Regions from separate parts of the Mus musculus genome. Here region 2 is linked to region 1. A link is a contact called in public promoter capture Hi-C data. All regions are on one chromosome and are shown on one strand. Each heading gives the region's core, a stretch centred on a gene start, on an enhancer-like site or on the middle of the called end of the contact. The rest is flanking DNA. Distances are from core to core; before and after follow the strand shown.

The links. Promoter capture Hi-C pulls out the DNA fragments that hold promoters and counts their contacts.
Region 2: a contact with region 1 is called in a promoter capture Hi-C map of stem cell-derived epiblast-like cells, with 2.1 times the contacts expected there. The contact joins the promoter of Prrg2 here to the promoter of 2310016G11Rik in region 1. A contact is called at or near these places in 1 of 39 promoter capture datasets (stem cell-derived epiblast-like cells) and 1 of 115 datasets of contacts at active chromatin or transcription factors (embryonic stem cells).

What each region holds. Positions count from the first base shown.
Region 1 is chr7:44,665,952-44,670,722 of GRCm38.p6, reverse strand. It overlaps 2310016G11Rik (RIKEN cDNA 2310016G11 gene), which reads right to left and starts at 2,490. Exons shown (of 5, transcript NR_152106.1): 1 at 2,366-2,490; 2 at 1,421-1,524; 3 at 890-1,060; 4 at 124-289. All of the region lies in intron 1 of Myh14 (myosin, heavy polypeptide 14), which reads left to right.
Region 2 is chr7:45,058,972-45,063,696 of GRCm38.p6, reverse strand. It overlaps Prrg2 (proline-rich Gla (G-carboxyglutamic acid) polypeptide 2), which reads left to right and starts at 2,045. Exons shown (of 7, transcript NM_022999.1): 1 at 2,045-2,109; 2 at 2,805-2,956; 3 at 3,311-3,492; 4 at 3,686-3,725. The coding sequence starts at 2,872. It overlaps Nosip (nitric oxide synthase interacting protein), which reads right to left and starts at 1,268. Exons shown (of 9, transcript NM_025533.3): 1 at 1,166-1,268.

The DNA of each region.
Region 1 (4,771 bases), core at 1,241-3,740:
CCGGTGGGGTACAGCGGGGGGTCTTGGAGAGGGGTGGGTCAAGACATTCACCCTGGGTGCAAGCGACCCCAGGGTCAGGGAGAGGTAAGGGGAAGGTTGTAGTCACCCAGCCCGGATTCCCACCTTGTGCCAGACAGCCTGGGGTCATCTCTGACAGCGTCACACGGTCTGTTCTGCAGAAGGGGAAACTGAGGCAGTGCTTGGAACGTTGCATGATAGAACACCTGAGTCATGGTCTCCATTCCCCAGCTCTCAGGACTACCGTGTCAGATGTCAGAGGAGGAAAAAGCTGTGGACCAGAGAGAGAGGGGTCGCGACAGGCAGGGACAGGAACAGAGAAGGATGTGTTTGGCTGGGTGTCCCAGTTTGTTTTGATTTGACTTGGTTTAGTTAGTTGTTTTGGTTTTTTGTTTTGTTTTGGTTTTTTGTTTTTTTGTGAGTTTTTTTTGTTTGTTTTTTTTGTGTTTTTTGTTTTTTTTGGAGATAGCTTCTGAACTCACTGTGTAGACCGAGTTGACCTCAACCCCCAACCTTCCTGCCTGAGCCTCTCAAGGGCCGCGATGACAAGAGTGTGCCACCAAGCCTCACAATGGACATGGGCACTTTAATGTATAACTAAACTCCCCTCCAGTGTAGGAGAATGGATTTGAGGTAGGTTTGTGTGGTTTCCATCTCACAGAGAGTGAAGATATAGACTGGACCGAGGTGGGGAACACAGGGACCTGGTGTGCCTGGCCCTGTGGCTTTTTTTTTTTTTTAAACATCATAATAGTAATCAGGAGTTCAAGACCAGCCTCAGCTACATGATGAGTTCCAGGCGAGCCTGGGCTACTTAAGACCCTGTATCTGAAAAACAAAAAACAAAAATAAATTGTTCTGTAAGCCATACCTCTTAACACCTCTTAAGCCACAAGTTTATCGTAGGCATGATCACCCGATGTCTCCTCCTCGATCACCTTCTCGATTGAGGAGAAGACCCAAGCCTGAGGCTGGCATAGCATTTTGACATCATATCTGAGGATTGGGGCATCCCACTTCCAGGGTTCAGGAAACTGAGATTCTAAGAAAGAAAGAAAGAAAGAAAAAAAAAAAAAAAACCACGATAAAACAGAACAGAGACCTGGGTCCTTTTCCTCAAATAATTTTTGTTGATCTCATGAGCCTCAATTCCTAGCGAAGAAAGTGAAGGTTCAGAAGGCTGGAGGGAGATTCGAACCCTAGCATACTTAGTCCGGCTCTGTGCCAGCCCTTCACCTTTGCCCACAGCCGCCCACTTGGCAACAGGTTCTATCTTTGCTGGCTGCTGTGCCAGGCCCCGCCCCCCGCCCAGCCCGGCAGGTGTCAGGAGACGTCAGAACCCGGTCCTGCCTTCCTGACGGGAGAGGCCCCACCTCTTGCTGGACCGCAGAGCCGGCCTCACCTGGGTGCTGGAGAGGATCTGGACTCGGAGGCCTCCCCATCTCTACCGCCAGGCGCCCAGGTAGCCTCGGGATCCGCGGGATAAAGGAGCTATGCCATAGGGCGCTGGGTCGGGACGAGAGGGAGTTAGGATCCATGCTCCCAGAGCGATAATGAGCCAGGTACCCCAAGTCAGAGGGAAGAAGCTGAGCGTGGAACCCAGTGTCTGAGCGAGGAGAGCAGAGGTCTGGACCCTAGTGTCTAAAGGAGGAGGGCTGAGGTCTGGACTCATGTGTCTGAAGGAGGAGGGCTGAGGTCTGGACTCATGTGTCTGAAGGAGGAGGGCTGAGGTCTGGACTCGTGTGCCTGAGGGAGGAAAGCTGAGGTCTGGACTTCTGTACCTGAGGGAGAAGGGCTGGGGCCAGGATCCCAGGGTCTGAGGAAAAAGGACCGGGTCCTGACCAATCTAGGACTGAGGGAGGAGGCTGGGCTGGGGTCAGTACCCCTGGGTTTGTAGGAAGAGGTTGGGTTCTGGACCCCTGAATCTGAGAGAGAAACTGGGGTCTGGACGTCTGGGCCTGAGGGAGGAGAGCTGGGGTCAGGACCCCTGTGTCTGAGGGAAGAAGGTGGGTCCTGGCCCCTTGAGTCTGAGGGAGGAGGCTGGGGCAGGACGGGATCTATGTCACCCATTAGCTGAGGTCATAAGCTTGGTGCTGCCCCAGCCTCTGCCCAGGCGGGCGGGGCCCTGGCTGCTTTCCTTTTCCACACAGCTCTGTCTGCTCCTCCCAGGTGCTCTCACCTGCCTAAGTGACACTAATGAGTCCTGGCACCGCATTCCTGCTGCCTGAGGGAGGGGTGTGTGGCTGGGGCTCAGCCATTTGGGGCCAGGCCCTGGGCCCACCCTCTTGGCTTGGTTAACTTCCCTGAATCCCCACATCCCCACTTCCGACCCACGGCTGCAGCAAACCTCTCGACATCACCCGTGTCCAATGGAGACAGGGCTGGAGATCCCACTCCGGGGTTCTGGGCCTGGACTCTTGGTCTGAGGAGGCTTGCGGCTGCTCTTAAGCTGTTGGGAACAGCAGGGCTGTGAGGTACAAAGCCACCAAACTCTTCCTGGTCAAAGGCTACAGGGCTGGAGAGGAAGCAAGTGGGTGGGGTGGGTTAAAGTCCCTGGGATGGGGCTTGGCTCTGGGTGTATCTACCACACTGGAGCCTGGGGCGATCCTCGGCTCTTTGGGCTGACCATTTGTGGAGCACAGGGGGCCAAAGTGAGTGGGAACCAGGCTACTGAGGTTGGTGTGTGTGAGGAGGGCCAAGAGGGTCCCGAGGCAGAGGAGGTTTGCATGTGGGAGAGGCTCCTGGGGCAAGCTTGAGAGAACAAGATCTGGGAGGACACCTCTTGAACAAGCTGAGCGCTTGGATGGATGCCCCTAAGGTGTGTGTTGGAGGTGCCATTAGCCTGGTACACAGAAGTGAAAATGGAAAGCAGAGATGCAGGTGTCTTCAGGTGTTGTCTGAGTGGGGATGAGGCGGTGGGTCAGTAGGGGCTGCTTGCTGTGGGCCATTTTCTGCAGGATATTGGACAACCCTGAATTGGCTGTGTTTCCTAGTCAGCATCCCTGGAAGTAGGGGGAAAGGCCCAGACACCCTGACTGCCTCTTGCAAGCTTTCTTAAAGAGTCTTGAGACTTAGCTGGGTCCATACCCCAAGACCTGCTGAAAGGCAGGGCCCCAGCAACTCGTGACAGGTTTCCAGAGCCTGGGCTCTGAAAGGCCTCTGAGAATGTTGACTGAACGTGAGAACGAGTGAATGCATGAAGCCAGAGAGACTTCAGGGACTGGGCAATCAACCTGTAATTATGGGGCAGGCACGACCGAGCGGTGCACAAAACGTCAGCCGTGCCCCACCTGGGCCCCATCTTAGAGTGTCAACCGTGGTGGCAACCTTTACTGTCCTTGCCACCTCACCTCCTGCCCTCTTCTCATTTCAGCTGCAGACACAAGGCACATTCCTGTCCCAGGGCCTTTGCTTTGTCCCTGCACCCCAGTAGCCTGCTGGTTAGAGTCACTCAGGTCTTTAAAGACCTGAGTCTTTAGGGAAGGGTTCTCCAGTCAGTCCAGTTAAAAATGTGAACACAGTCCCAGCCCCAGCAGGAGGTATAGTTCCCCTGCCCTATACCTCCCACAGCCATTTATCACCATTTAAACCATTTGCATGTTTATAACAATGTATCTTTTTATTCTGTTTCTTGAGATGAGAATGGTATTTACTGTCTAGTATAAACAGAGCCCAAGCCATGAGTGTATTTAAGTTTTATAGTAACCACATTTGGGGGTGGGTACTGGAGAGGTGGCTGTGTGGTAACAGCTCTGGCTGGCTGCTCTCCCAGAGGATCTCAAGCCCCAGGACCTACATGATGGTTCAGAGCCAGCTATGCGTATCTACAGTTCTCGGGAATCCCTCTTCTGGCCTCCATGGATACTGGATGCATGTGGTATAAACATACCACATGCAGGCAAGCACCCTTACATGTAAATGTGGTTTTTTCTTTTTTATAAAAAAGTGGGGTATAGAGACTGCTGACGTTTTATAGCACTGATTGTTCTTGGAGAGAGCTGCAACCATAACACGTTGCTCCAGTTCCAGGGAGCTGCTGCCACCTTCTGACCACTGTGGGAACTTGCATACATGTGGTGCATATAATCTCAGCCAAGCACACATACACACAAATAATAGGTCTTTTACAGGAAGGTTATTTATATTACTTTAAACTGTGTGTGTGTGTGTGTGTGTGTGTGTGTGGTGTGATGTGTGGTGTGTGTGTGTGTGTGGTGTGTGTGTGGTATGTGTGGTGTGTGTGTGTGTGGTGTGTGTGTGTGTGTGTGTGGTGTGTGTGATGTGTGTGTGTGTGTGGTGTGTGTGTGTGTGGTGTGTGTGGTGTGTGTGTGGTGTGTGTGGTGTGTGTGTGGTGTGTGTGATGTGTGTGTGTGTGTGTGTGGTGTGTGTGTGGTGTGTGTGTGTGTGTGTGTGTGTGTGTGTGTGTGTGTGGTGTGTGGTGGTGGTGGGGTATGTGTAAGTGCAGGTGCCTGTGGAAGCACAGGGTATCTAGGAGCTGGAACCACGGGCAGTTGTGAACCCTGGATACAGGTGCTGGGAACAAAACTCAGGTTCTCAGAAAGTGCAATATATGCTTTCAACTGCTGCGACCTCGCTCCAGCCCCATAATAAGTGATTTTTTAAATTAATTAATGTGTTTATTTATTTGTTTGTTTTGATTTTTCAAGACAGTGTTTCTCTGTGTGACTCTGGCTGTCCTGGAACTCACTCTGTCCACCAAGCTGGCCTTGAACTCAGTCATCTTGAGTACTAG
Region 2 (4,725 bases), core at 796-3,295, 390 kb before region 1:
ACAACTCCAGTTCTAGGGGACCTAATGGCCTTCTGGGCTCTGTAGACAGTGCATTCACATGGAGTGCACAATCATAAAAACAGGCAAAACCCTCGTTTACATAAAATAAAAGGAAAGCATTTCTTTTCTTTTCCTTTCCTTTTCTTTTCAGGATAGTGTCTCACTATGTAGCCCTGGCTGGTCTCAAACTCAGGAAAATCCATCTACCTCTGCGCCCAGTTCTGGGATCAAAGATGTGTCTACCATACCCCTTTAAATAAATCTCCTTCTGGGGGCTTTCAAATGTCCTACGTTCTTTGTGAATTTTACATCATGCACCCTAATCCCACCCATCCCCCCCCTCGTTACTTTAAATAAATCTTTTTTTTTTTGCCACTGCCCAGCTAATAAATCTTAATCTCCTTAGAGATATTTAGTGAAATTCGATGCAGCCTGGACTACATGTCACCTTGCCTCAAAAAAATACAATAATCGTTGGGGTGGTGGCGCACGCCTTTAATCCCAGCACTTGGGAGTCAGAGGCAGGCGGATTTCTGAGTTGGAGGCCAGCCTGGTCTACAGAGCTAGTTCCAGGACAGCCAGAGCTACACAGAGAAACCCTGTCTCGAAAAGCCAAAAAACAAAAACGAACAATGGGGCGGGGGGGGGGGGGTAATAAGTGCTAGGTGTGGTGGTGCACACTTTTAATCTCAACACTTGGGCGGCAGAGGTTGGCGGATCTTTGTGAGTTTGAGGCTAACTACATAGCGAGTTCTATAACAGCAAGGGCTACATACTGAGACTCGGTCTCAAGCAGAATAAAATATTTTAATTGCTTCAAGGAACCTTCAAGGGTCCAAACCACTACTGCTCATTCCCCTCCTCACCATTGTCTAGAAATCCGACCTCAACTCTCACTAACACAGGGAACCCCAAGTTCCCCCTCACTTGGTCCGCATCACTCCTCTACTGCGGAACTACATTTTCTACAACCAGCCAGGATGAGGGAGACAGTACAAGGCATCCTGGGAAATGTAGTTCGTCTTCCAACCTAGGCGTTCAAGAGCGCTGTTAATGATTGACAGGGATTCGGAGTGCGAAACCTTATCCTACCTCCCTCAGAACTGCAAATTTCTCCCACAAGAAGGAAACTTGGCGACGCGACCCCTCACCGCCTGCAGCTTACCTCAAGAGCGGTTATCCGGCTTGTCGTTGCTTCAACTACGTCCCGAACCGGAAAAAGAGTACTGTTTTTAAACTCTACTCCTCCTACTTCCGCCCGACAGGAGGAGACCGGAAATAATTCTGCCCCTAGTCGCGGAGGCGCTTCGCCTGGCTTGGTAAGTGCTTTCTTCTTCTCTTCCATCCCCCCGGAAACGTGAGTGACTACTCGAAGGTTCCGGTGAGCGAAAGTGGTTTGACTCTGGGAGACACCCTAGCCTGTTCTAGGCATTACCCAGAGCGGGGCAGTTGCTTTGAGTCTCTTCAAGTTTGAGTTTGGAGACTTAACTCTGTCACCCGAAGAGACTGATATCCAGTTCCCCAAATATATTACTTATTTTTTCCCCCATTGCATCTTAAGAGTCGATAAGTGAGAACTCTTTCCCCTATTATAGAAAAAACAATTTTCAAAGATCTCGAGACTAAACTGTTCAAGTTATCCTCAGGAAACAGATTTATTGTGGTACCGCCCAGTTATTCTAGGAACCAAAGAATTCCCTTCCCACCAGTGTGTAGATCTCTTGAGACCTAAGATTTATTTTCCTGGCTCTGCCAAGTCGTCTGTAGAGAGAGACTCGGGCTGGACAAGTAGGGAAGAGGAGACTCTAATAAAGCCCCCTAGATCCCTCCATGGTGTCGGAAAGCCTTGTTTCTTCTGTGTGGGGCCGTGGCACTGAAGACCTTGATCCTATGGTCCCTTTAAGTACTTTGTCCCTTACCTGAGTCCCTCCCAAAGAAGGTAATCAGTAGCCCCGCCCCCTCGCCAGTAGCCGGCTCGGGCCTAGTAACCCAGGAGGAGCTCCCCTCCTCTCCTCCCCTCCCCTCTTGCCTACCCCTTTGCACAGCTGGCTACTCTGACCCAGAGGGCCTTCGTTAAAGAAGAGAGGCAGAGCTCCCAGCCCTGGCCAGGTAAGTGGGTGCATGCTCCCCGAGAAACTCCTGGGCAGAGGATCTGGTGTCCTGATTCCCCACGTTATTGGGATCTAGAAACTTGGGACCCAAGCTCTAGGCTGTGGATCCCCAGGGCTCTGTCTCCTCAAGCCTTCAAGACCTAGAAATATACGACCTGATCTGTCGTGTAGTCTCTGATCTCTGAGGCTCGATGAGGCAACAGGTAGAGGGAGGCTGACTTGGAATGTAATCTGCTGGGCTGGAAGGGAAGAGGGTTGATGATGAGCTTGTTTAAATGCCTACTGTGTGTTGTCAGGTTTGTGATAGGTAGAGAAAGCAAGCCTCAGCAACTGTGTGCTTATCATTGTCACCTCCAAAGTCCTCCTCTGACATTCGAAAACCTGGTACAATAGGCAAATGACTTTACTACCTGGTAACACGTTCTTCACCTATAAAAATGGCAGGAGTAATAGGACTGGCTTGAAAATTAAGATGAGCCAGGCAGTGGTGGCACACCTTTAATCCCAGCGCTTGGGAGGCAGAGGCAGGCAGAGTTCTGAGTTTGAGGCCAGCCTGCTCTACAGAGTGAGTTCCAGGACAGCCAGGGCTACACAGACAGAGAAACCCTGTCTTGATAAAGTCCTGAGTTGATAAAGACCCACGGTGTCTGGCATGGGACACGAGTTGGTTACTTGCTTTTATCATGATGGCAGAGTGCGGGCAGGGAGTCCTGGCCTCCTAACTCCGCTGCAGCATTTGTCATCTGGGAGTCCACACAGTATGAGGGGCCGTCCTTCCCTGCTCTTAGTCTATATGGGATTGGCCACCTGCCTGGACACCTCACCTCACAGAGAGCAAAACCAAGGTGAGTGTTTGAGTCTCTTCAAGTTTGAAGGTGAGTGTTTGGAGAAGAGCCTTGCAGAGGTTTAGTTCTGCCTCTCCCTAGCCAGGAGACTTCCTAGATTCCTGGACCCGGACGCTTCTCCCTCAGATCCTAGGGTCTGTGCCCCGGCTTCTCCCCTCAGATCCACATGGTCACCCCCTGCTTCAGAAGTAGAGTTCCAGACTCCAGTCTTCCTCCTTCATGCCCAATGGTGAAAACTCTGTCCCCTCTTGCTCAGGGTTCTCCAGGCCTGGTCCGTACCCCTAGGACCCCATAGTTCTTTGTCTTCTTTGTCCTCTATCCTAAGGACTCTGCTTTTGACTCTGATGTCCTTAGTTCTTGACATCTTCCTGGATGCCCCAGAGGCCCAGAGTTTCTTAGTTGGCCGCAGGCGTTTTCCTCGTGCTAACCACTGGGACCTGGAGTTGCTGACCCCTGGGAACCTGGAACGGGAGTGTCTGGAGGAGAGGTGCTCCTGGGAGGAGGCCCGGGAGTACTTTGAGGACAACACACTGACGGTGAGGGCCTCAGAGGACCCTGGCATCGAGGGCCTGTCCGCCTTCTCTAGGTGTTAAGGATCACAGGCTCCAGCCTTCAGCTCCCTCCTCACCTCCATGGGGTCTCCTATGTCAGGGTGGACTGGTGGGGTGGGGGCGGGGCATGACTTTTCGTGTTCAGTTGCTATCTTTTCCTTCTCTTCTCTAACCCTAGGAGCGCTTCTGGGAAAGCTATACGTACAATGGCAAGGGAGGTGAGTGATGCTTCTCAGCCCTCTCGTCCTGTGTTGGGGAAGCAGCCTTTAGCCCTGGAGTTCAATCCAACATCCCCTCCACACATACAGGACTACCTTCCCTCCAATCCCATGCTGTTCGGGGATGACTGACAAGGTGTCTCCTCTGTTTCCACAATGGCCCTTGTCTGAGAAACCCAGCACACGGATGGTGTTCACATTCATAGGAGGACCCCCGAGTCCTCAGGTGGGGGACTTGTGGGTGAGCAGATGATAGAGTTATTGTCAGAGGGACAAACTCACCTGCGGCCCTTCTTTAGAGTCCAGAGCCCCAGCCCCTTACAAGCATCTTGGTTGCTAGTGGGGCTGTTACCTAGCAACAGAGCTAAGGCAGGAAGCCTGGTCATTCTCACCTGTCCAGTTTGCCCACCCTAGCCCCTCCTCTGAATTCTAAAGCCCTCATCTTGGCTTAAGCTTTGTTGCTAAGGGGGGCTGCTCCTTAGCAACAGGGCCCTGGCCAGGCCAGACAGAGGAAGCCAGAAACACTACCTGGCTTCCTTCCCCTCCCCCACAGCTCCATGCCAGCCACAGCCAGCCTGGTTGCTAAGGAGGCCTTCTCCCTAGCAACCGTACCTAGCTGGAGGACCAGGGCCTCCTGCCCAGCTGGAGGACCCCCCTCTGGGCACCAGCTGCCCCACCCCCTCAAGGCTTGGTTGCTAGGGGTGGATGCACCTTAGCAACAGGCCCTAGGTCTATCCTAGAGTCCTCACAGTGAAACTGGTTGCTAGGGGAGATAGCTCCTTTTCACCAATCTTAGCAAGACCTAGTGGCTCCTTGGATCACCTGAAATCTGCCAGATTTTGGGAGACCTGCCTTCTCACTGCAAGCTAAAAGCGGAGATGGGGGTGAGTATGGCAGGTAGCCAGATCTGATGGCACTGGCCTTGGCCTGGCAATCCTGGCTACTCCAGAGGCTGGAGCAGAAAGATTGTGAGTTCAAGGCCAGCCTCTGCTACATGTCA